2 separate regions of the Hordeum vulgare genome follow, and region 2 is linked to region 1. Evidence: chromatin contacts called from public Hi-C data. All regions are on one chromosome and are shown on one strand. Each heading gives the region's core, a stretch centred on a gene start, on an enhancer-like site or on the middle of the called end of the contact. The rest is flanking DNA. Distances are from core to core; before and after follow the strand shown. Region 1 holds the start of LOC123444616. Region 2 holds the start of LOC123444620.

Region 1 (3,923 bases), core at 626-3,125:
CACCAGCGGGCTGGCTTGGCGCCATGGCACTGCTGGAAGCGCTCGGCAAGCCTCATCCACAGTCTCATGATGCCTAAAGGCAGCTCGTTGGAATGATGGACTCTGGATCATTGATACCTCCGCTGGAGTCCGAATTCAAGGAGGAAGATAGTTGCGGGACTCAGGGCTCAATGGTAAAAGTTTTCATGGCCCACGCACCACCAACCCGAGACTAACCTTCGACGGGAAGCACATGTTGATTCGTCTGTTGCATTCGGCAATGCCGTTGCTGAGCACGCTCATCTTGCATAAGCCAAGCACAACCTCATCGTGTGAGAGCAAGCGCTAGCAGATAAAAGTCGACAACATCACCAGTTGGCCCGATCAGTCATTCGATGAGGGAGTGACATCAACAACAACTTTCAAGTCAAGGGACAAATGACATGTGAGTCCTTCACACCCTCGATAGAAGATGTCTAGGTTGCGACCAAACTGGCGGATGCAATCCAACAACCGGGAGGCGGGGTAGTCGCTGATGACATCCGACAAGTGTAAAATTTCTTGAAGGCTCGAGTCGCACAACGAGCTGAATTCCAGTCTCGCACTCGACTAGCTTCTCGTAGCCGAGTATGCGAGGGAATCGAAAACCGTGTCAATAGTAGACTCTTTGCATCCTCGATAGTCGGTCCGTCGCATGGCTGACTATCGAGCAGGAGATGGGCGTGAGGCGTCGCCACGTCGTCGGAAGGCCCCTCCTTGGTGGCATGATGACCTTTCTCCGTAGCGTCGAGTGGACCCCCCCCACCCCCCACACACACACACTCTCACGACGTCTCACCGCGAAGACAGAGATGCTCTGCGTGATCGCAACGATCACTCGTCACGTAGACAGATGACTACGCCTTATCGATGAGATGATTCCCCATGTCATCAAGATGATTATCCTCAGACGCCATGTTGACTCGCCTCGCAGTCGGGATGAATTACCCAACAAAGGGATGACCAGCCATGCAGACGAGAAGATCACCCCCGTAGGCGTGTTGACTCGCCTCAATGTCATGGGGATTCACCCAGGAGACGGGTGAATTCGGTACGATGATTTTTACGACAAAATATAAAGTGATAATTTTTTATTATGACACCGCTATTATGGGTTTTTTTTTTGTTTTGTTTTTTTTTTTTTTTTGCATTTCCTTCTCGAAAAAGGCATCTCCCACTTGGATAGTCACAAAGCTCGTCTTCTTCATTGTATGGAAAAAGATATGGGGAGGCTCAATATTTCCGGTGTGCTCTTGCCAAGCATTATGAACAGAGTTCGTTGAAACCTGCAAGCACGACTAAAGTAGGTTATGTGCAGTCTATGAACTATTCTCAGAAAAATTGCAATAAGCCGGAAGACAAGTTGAGCAACCCAATTGACCAATCTCAACCGATCCTTACCGACGCCTCTTAGACTATCCACTATGCGAAGCATGTTACTAGTCTAATTTAATAGCTTGACAATGAATAATAACATAGAGATGATAACAATAAGCCTTTTATATATTAGCTTGTAGACTCATCTTGTTTTGATATATGTGATGTTACTTATAATCCGAATAATTATTATGTTACTTAATTTGTTTTTTATTAATTAATCGTTACATCAGTTTTTTTAATTAGCTGACATCTATGTTATAACATATGTTAAGGAAGTCTTACCACCGTACAAGCCGTTGGATCCACTGTGAAAAAGAATATCAAGAGCAAGCCAACCGTCACTGCAGGAGCTTCCCTCACCTGTGACCTGTCCCCACCCTTCGCTCGCCACCTCACATCCTCTCCGCCCCCACCACCTTCGTCTACCTTTCGTCATCCGCGCCCAGCTCCCCGCTTATATATACCACCTCGCTCGCCGCAGCACAATCCACCGCAGTCCTCATATCTCACAGCTACAGCTCAAAGCGCCCTCAACCACGCCTCTAACCCAGACAGCCTCCCAGGCAAAATGTGTAACTCCAACGTCAAGTCGTCCGGCGTCGCTCAGATCGACGGCCGCCCGGTCCTGCAGCCGGCCGGCAACCGCGTCGCGGCGCCGGAAGGTGCCAAGCCGCTCAAGAAGTCCCTCCAGAAGTCGCTCTCGATGCCTGCTTCGTATGACAATGCCGCCGCCGCCGCCACCTGCACGGCAGCGCCCAAGAGCACCGGCGCCAGCGACTTGGCCCGCGCGGCGGCCGCGACGCCTTGCCTCCTGCCGCCGACCCCGGCGAAGGCAGCGGGAGCCAAGTTGGCGGGCGCCAGGGCGGCGGCGGCCATGGGCGCGGAAAAGAACCGGAAGCAGGCGGCCAAGAAGAGCGGCGCCGTGCTGCCGGTGGTGACGTTCGCGGCGCTGGAGGCGTTCGAGCTCGCCGGCCCCGCCGGGAGCATCGCGGCGGCGCAGCGGGAGCACGTCACGCAGGCGCAGGCGCAGCGCAAGATGCGGATCGCGCACTACGGCCGCACCGCGTCCTTCTCCCGCGTCGAGGGCAAGGTCGGGGCCACCGCCACCGCCACCGCCACCGCCACCGCCACCGCCACCGCCGCAATGGAGGAGAAGCGGTGCAGCTTCATCACGGCCTACTCGGACCCCGTGTATGTCGTCTACCACGACGAGGAGTGGGGACTGCCCGTGCACGAGGACGAGTGAGTAGCCGCCATTTCCGCCCAACGACAGCCGACCGATCTTGGTGGCGATGGTTTCTGACGTTTTCTTCCCCGTGGAACCGGACTGGTGATGGACAGGTTGCTGTTCGAGATGCTGACGCTGTCCGGCGTGCAGGTCGGGGCCGACTGGGCTTCGATCCTCAGGAGGAGGCACATCTACAGGTTCGGAACAGAGCGATCGCCAGCCCATGCCGCGCTTTGCAGTTGCAGTGCATTCGCCGCGACGTTTGTGCTGATTTCGTACTGCCTTGGTCACAAAATAGGGAGGCATTCTCCGGTTTCGACGTGGACGCGGTCGCCAAGTACACCGAGAAGCAGATGGCGTCGTTGAGCGCCGGGTATGGGCTGGATTTGGGCACCATCAGAGGCGCCGTCAACAACGCCTGCCGCATTCTCGAGGTACCCTCAACATATATCATCTGCAATTCTTATTAAACCTCTCACTGAATCCCTGACATAGTTACTGCACATCTAAATAACTGAATCAAACATAAATAATTAGTTACACGAATTTTTACATAAAATCAATGACATGAGACTAGATGTGTAATACTTATGTGACACCTAAATATGATCTAGCAAAACCATTTAAAAATACATATTTACTACCATGCAGTGGACAAAAAAAAACTCCTACGTAGCTAACAGCACCTATGGTCAGTTTACATATTTGTCATACTATCTTAGATTTTCTTGTTGTGAGTTAGTGCTCCCGGTTGATAGTAGAGTTGACAAGACAGTATCACCGTCCTATAAGTAACTACCAACGAAAACCTCATCAACACGAAAAGAAGGGCAATGAAATGAAGATGGGTTTAAGTGAAAGAGAAGCTGAACAGAATCCCTGACAGCTTACGCTCTAGTGGTGGACAGCTCGTGTATCAGCAGCAGCAAGACACTATTACTCAAAAAAAAAAGAAGAAGCAGGAAGACACTATACTTTGCAGGAGCAAAGCAAGTGCGTCATAAAGCTCGATGCAACCAAAAAGAAGGATACACCATTTGATTTGATAGCTGGAAAAGACGCTCATGCAACAGTCCACAAAATATTCTCCTGCCTGCGTGGTGCTGAAAAGTGTAGTCTTCCACACGACGTAACCGCTCAGAATTATGTTAGGCGCCTAACCACCAATCAACCACGGCCTTCACTAATTAAGCACGCATGTAGGTAGATGACGTCTCCTATTTTTGTCAGAAGCACACCGACCACTGATGAGTACTTTAACCTGTGTAGTATATCAGTTGTATATAACTACAACATT
Region 2 (3,795 bases), core at 41-2,540, 240 kb after region 1:
CTTGTTTAGAGCAGGATCCAACAGCACAGCTAGTAGTAAGGAGCAGGCAAGTGAGCAGCTTACGAGTCTCACAGGTTCTCCATCTGGATATTGCTCTTGAGCGGCACGTACTCGCCAAGGTAGCCCCCGAGGTGCTCGTAGAGCGCGGTCCTGTCGATCTGCTGGTTGTGGTAGGCCTTGCAGGCGTAGTAGAAGACGCTCTGGACGAGCAGTCCCAGCAGATTGACGCAGACGAGGACAGAGACCAGCAGAGCGCCGATAAGTATTCTCCCGGCCAAGCTCATGTCGAGGCTCCCCTCCTCGCCTTGCCCCTTGACGACAGCTGAACGGAAGAGCGCCGTGATGAGGCCGCAGACGGCGAAGTAGGAGAAAACGAGGACGGAGGCCGTGCGGGTGCGGCCCTGAAGGAGCTGCCTGCTCTTGGACATGGCGGCGAGGCCGCATACCGGCTCGAGCACGGAGATGACGCTGGCGAGGTGCCAGAGCGCGGAGATGTAGACGTGGATGGCGAGGAAGAGGAATGCGACGGCGAGGAGGGCGAGGAGCAAGGAGAGCGGAGGCGGGGTGGAGGCGGTGACGGGCGGGCCGATGAGGACGATGAGGAGGACGACGGTGAGGACGAAGCCGACGTGGTAGGCGAGCATGAGGAGCGAGACCCAGAGGAAGGTGCGGAGGAGGCGGGGCAGGATGGGCGGCAGCGCGGAGAGGGATGAGGAGATGGAGGCCGGCTTGGCGGCGTAGAGGGAGGCGACGGTGAAGACGGCGGCGGCGGTGGAGAGGAGCGAGAAGGTGAAGAGGAAGATGAGGTAGAGGAACTGGTAGGCGAAGAGGGCGACCCACTGGGCGGAGGTGGCGGTGTAGTCGGAGGTCCGGATGCGGCGGAGGATGGGGTGGGTGAAGAGGGAGTGCGCGAGCACGGCGAAGGAGAGCGGGAAGACGAGGCAGGCCGTGAGCAGCGCGAAGGTGCGCGGCGCGGCGCGCGGGATCGCGGCGGAGGCCCGCACCAGGTCCCCCGCGCCCAGCGCCGCGAGATCGCGCGTCGCCAGCTCCATGGTGGTGGGGAGGGAGGGGGGATCCGGCGATCGATTTGATTTGGACTCGCCGGAGCTGCGGCGCGGCGTGGTTGGGTGTGGTGAGGATGGCGCGGTCGGTGGGGGGCGTGGGGCTCAGTCGAATCGAGGGAAGGGATGGGCGCCGTGTCGAGAGTGGTCTTGGGTGTGCGCGTGGCGCCACCGCCAGGCGACGAGGGCAGGCGGTGCTGGATGGATGAGGATCCGCGACCGCGAGGCGCACGGGGGGCGGCATGGCTGGGGCGGGGGCTCATGTGGTAAATCGCCCGCGCTGCGCGACGGACCGCGTGTGACTTCGACGCCAAGTATCCGCCAAACGGGAGCCACGAGGGGGCGCTCTAGCGATTTTTCTATGACCCTTACCTGGGGGAAAATGGCGAAATAAATTAAGGGGAAATATTGCTCTAAATAGGCCAAAATCAATCGTAATTTTTTTTTAGACATTTAGCACCGAGGTGCCCTACGTTGCCAAGCCAGTGCCAAATAAAAAGTTTTGGACATCGATGCATCTACTCGTTCCAATGCCAAATTCATTGAGCAAATAAATTGGCATGCGAAGCAGCTCCGAGATGTTGGTTGTTGGGTAATTTGGATTGGTATATTACTAGTTTATATATATGTGGGCCCTATCTAAAGTCAATGCCAAATCTTTCATGTTGTGTGGCCTTAGCTAAAAAGAATCGATGTCAAAACTGTGTATGCATGGCTGCTTTTTCAGAAATGTGGCACCGAGCACGTAGTGAAGAGCCTAAGGCCTATATTTAAAGAAAGGACCTTTTCACAAGCTTTAGTGCGAAGCCGGCCCGAACGTCTGAGCTCCGCGAGTGAGTGTCCCCCTATTCCTACCCTAAAAGGGGGGAACACATCCCTTGACATCTCTCCCAAATCGCTATACTTTCATGAGTTCCATCTCCCTCAATAGTTCACCCTCTCATAATCATATCCCGGTTCAGCGTGGTCGGCCCTCACTGCCACGCCTGGCTACCCCCCGGTCGCCGACCCGCGAGTCTCTCAGTCCGCAGATCGAGCCATCCTAGCTTCTTCCTTGTTGGATATCGTTCCTTCAGTGCAACTCCCTCACTGCCAGCCAGGAGGAGCGAGCTCACCGGAAATAGAGGCCCACCCAATGCGACGACGACATTGGCGCATGAGCCCCATCGCTCGAGCCAGGAACAACATACTGAATTGGGATGGTTCAAGTAGGCCAATGGTCTCCCAATTGGGCTGCCAACCGATGGCGGCGTTGGAAGAAGTTGTGCTCGATGTCGAACGAACGGGATTCGCCAGGTGAATCAGGATTATGTCGGGAAGCTGAATTTAGAGAGCTGGAGGTGTTGGAAAATGTTGAATAGACCCTAAGTATAGACCGCCCTCTATCCCTTAGTTCTTGGAGTAAATGACATTCAATGTCATGCCATCGATAGATGATGTCGCACTCGCCATTTCGATCACCATGAGGACATCCCGACACTCATCACCACCCATGATGTCTGCTTTCCGCCCTCTATCCCTTAATTTTGAGAGTTGGTGGTGACAGCGGTGAACTTGTTGGTGTACATTGTCGTCACGATGGTTGCCGAGGCAGTGCTCCAGTGCCACTAGAAGAGAGGGGGAGAGAGCCCCCCTCCTCCTTCTTCCTTGGTCTCCCCTCTAGATGGGTGGAGGGTTTCTCCTCTGGTCCATGGCTGACATGGCTCCCGGAGAGCAAGACCCCCTGCAAGATTGGATCTCTCTCTGCTTCTCTCATGTTTCCGTGACAATTTCTTGACACCTTCGTCGATTCTTAAATATCTGGAGATCTGTAACTCCTATTAGGTTAAAATTTTGAGGGGATTTTTATCGGGAAATTATGTTTCTTGTGGCGAAAGAAGGGATCCAACCGATATAGGGGTGGCCCCAAGCCATCAGGGCACGACTACCCCCTAGTCGCACCCTGTTGGCTTAGGAGCACCTCGAGTGTCGTGTTGTATTGATTCTTCTTTCCAAAATTCACATACATTACAAAAAAATCTTCGTAAATATTTATCGCATTTGGACTTTGTTTGACATGGATTTTCCGCGAAACAAAAAACATGAACTAACATTGGGCACTAGATCAGTAAATTAGTCCCAAAAATATTTATTAAATGTTGTCAAAAGTATATGAAAATTATAGATTATTGGCATGAAACAATAAAAAATTATAGATATGAGGGAGCTATATCAGCATCCCCAAGCTTAATTCTTGCTCGTCCTCGAGTAGGTAAATGATAAAAATATATTTTTAATGTGGAATGCTATCTAACATAATCTTGAAGAAATGTCTAATCATGGCATGAATATTAAGATACAAGTGATTCAAGGCAATAGTCTATGATTTGACAAAAAGACATCCATACTCAGGTTACTAGCAAACAATCATGTCCTTTCAAAATAACAATGCTAAAGAATGATATCCCTACAATATCTTATAGCCTGTCATGTTTAGTATTCTTAGCATAAAATATAAATCGTAAGCACCCGGTGTGAAACCAAGCAATTGGATCGTACTATTTAACGCACTTTAGCATTTTATACCTCACTCAATACATGAGCGTGAACCATGGACATAACATATATGTGGAATAGAGTATGGTGGTAGGTTTCAAAGGAGTAAAAGTGGATAATAAAGTCTCACATCAACTAGGCGGACTAATGGGTTATGGAGATGCCCATCAATCGATATCATTGCGAGGAGTAGGGATTG

What was found. A called contact is a pair of places that touch in the nucleus more often than the background predicts.
Region 2: a contact with region 1 is called in a Hi-C map of seedling, with 2.2 times the contacts expected there. The contact joins the promoter of LOC123444620 here to the promoter of LOC123444616 in region 1. A contact is called at or near these places in 1 of 6 Hi-C or Micro-C datasets (seedling) and 1 of 1 datasets of contacts at active chromatin or transcription factors (embryo).

Annotation. Positions count from the first base shown.
Region 1 is chr3H:516,999,910-517,003,832 of MorexV3_pseudomolecules_assembly, forward strand. It overlaps LOC123444616, which reads left to right and starts at 1,876. Exons shown (of 4, transcript XM_045121397.1): 1 at 1,876-2,640; 2 at 2,740-2,823; 3 at 2,925-3,060. The coding sequence starts at 1,967.
Region 2 is chr3H:517,241,747-517,245,541 of MorexV3_pseudomolecules_assembly, forward strand. LOC123444620 reads right to left here and starts at 1,291. Exons shown (of 1, transcript XM_045121400.1): 1 at 1-1,291. The coding sequence starts at 1,052. The coding sequence ends at 69.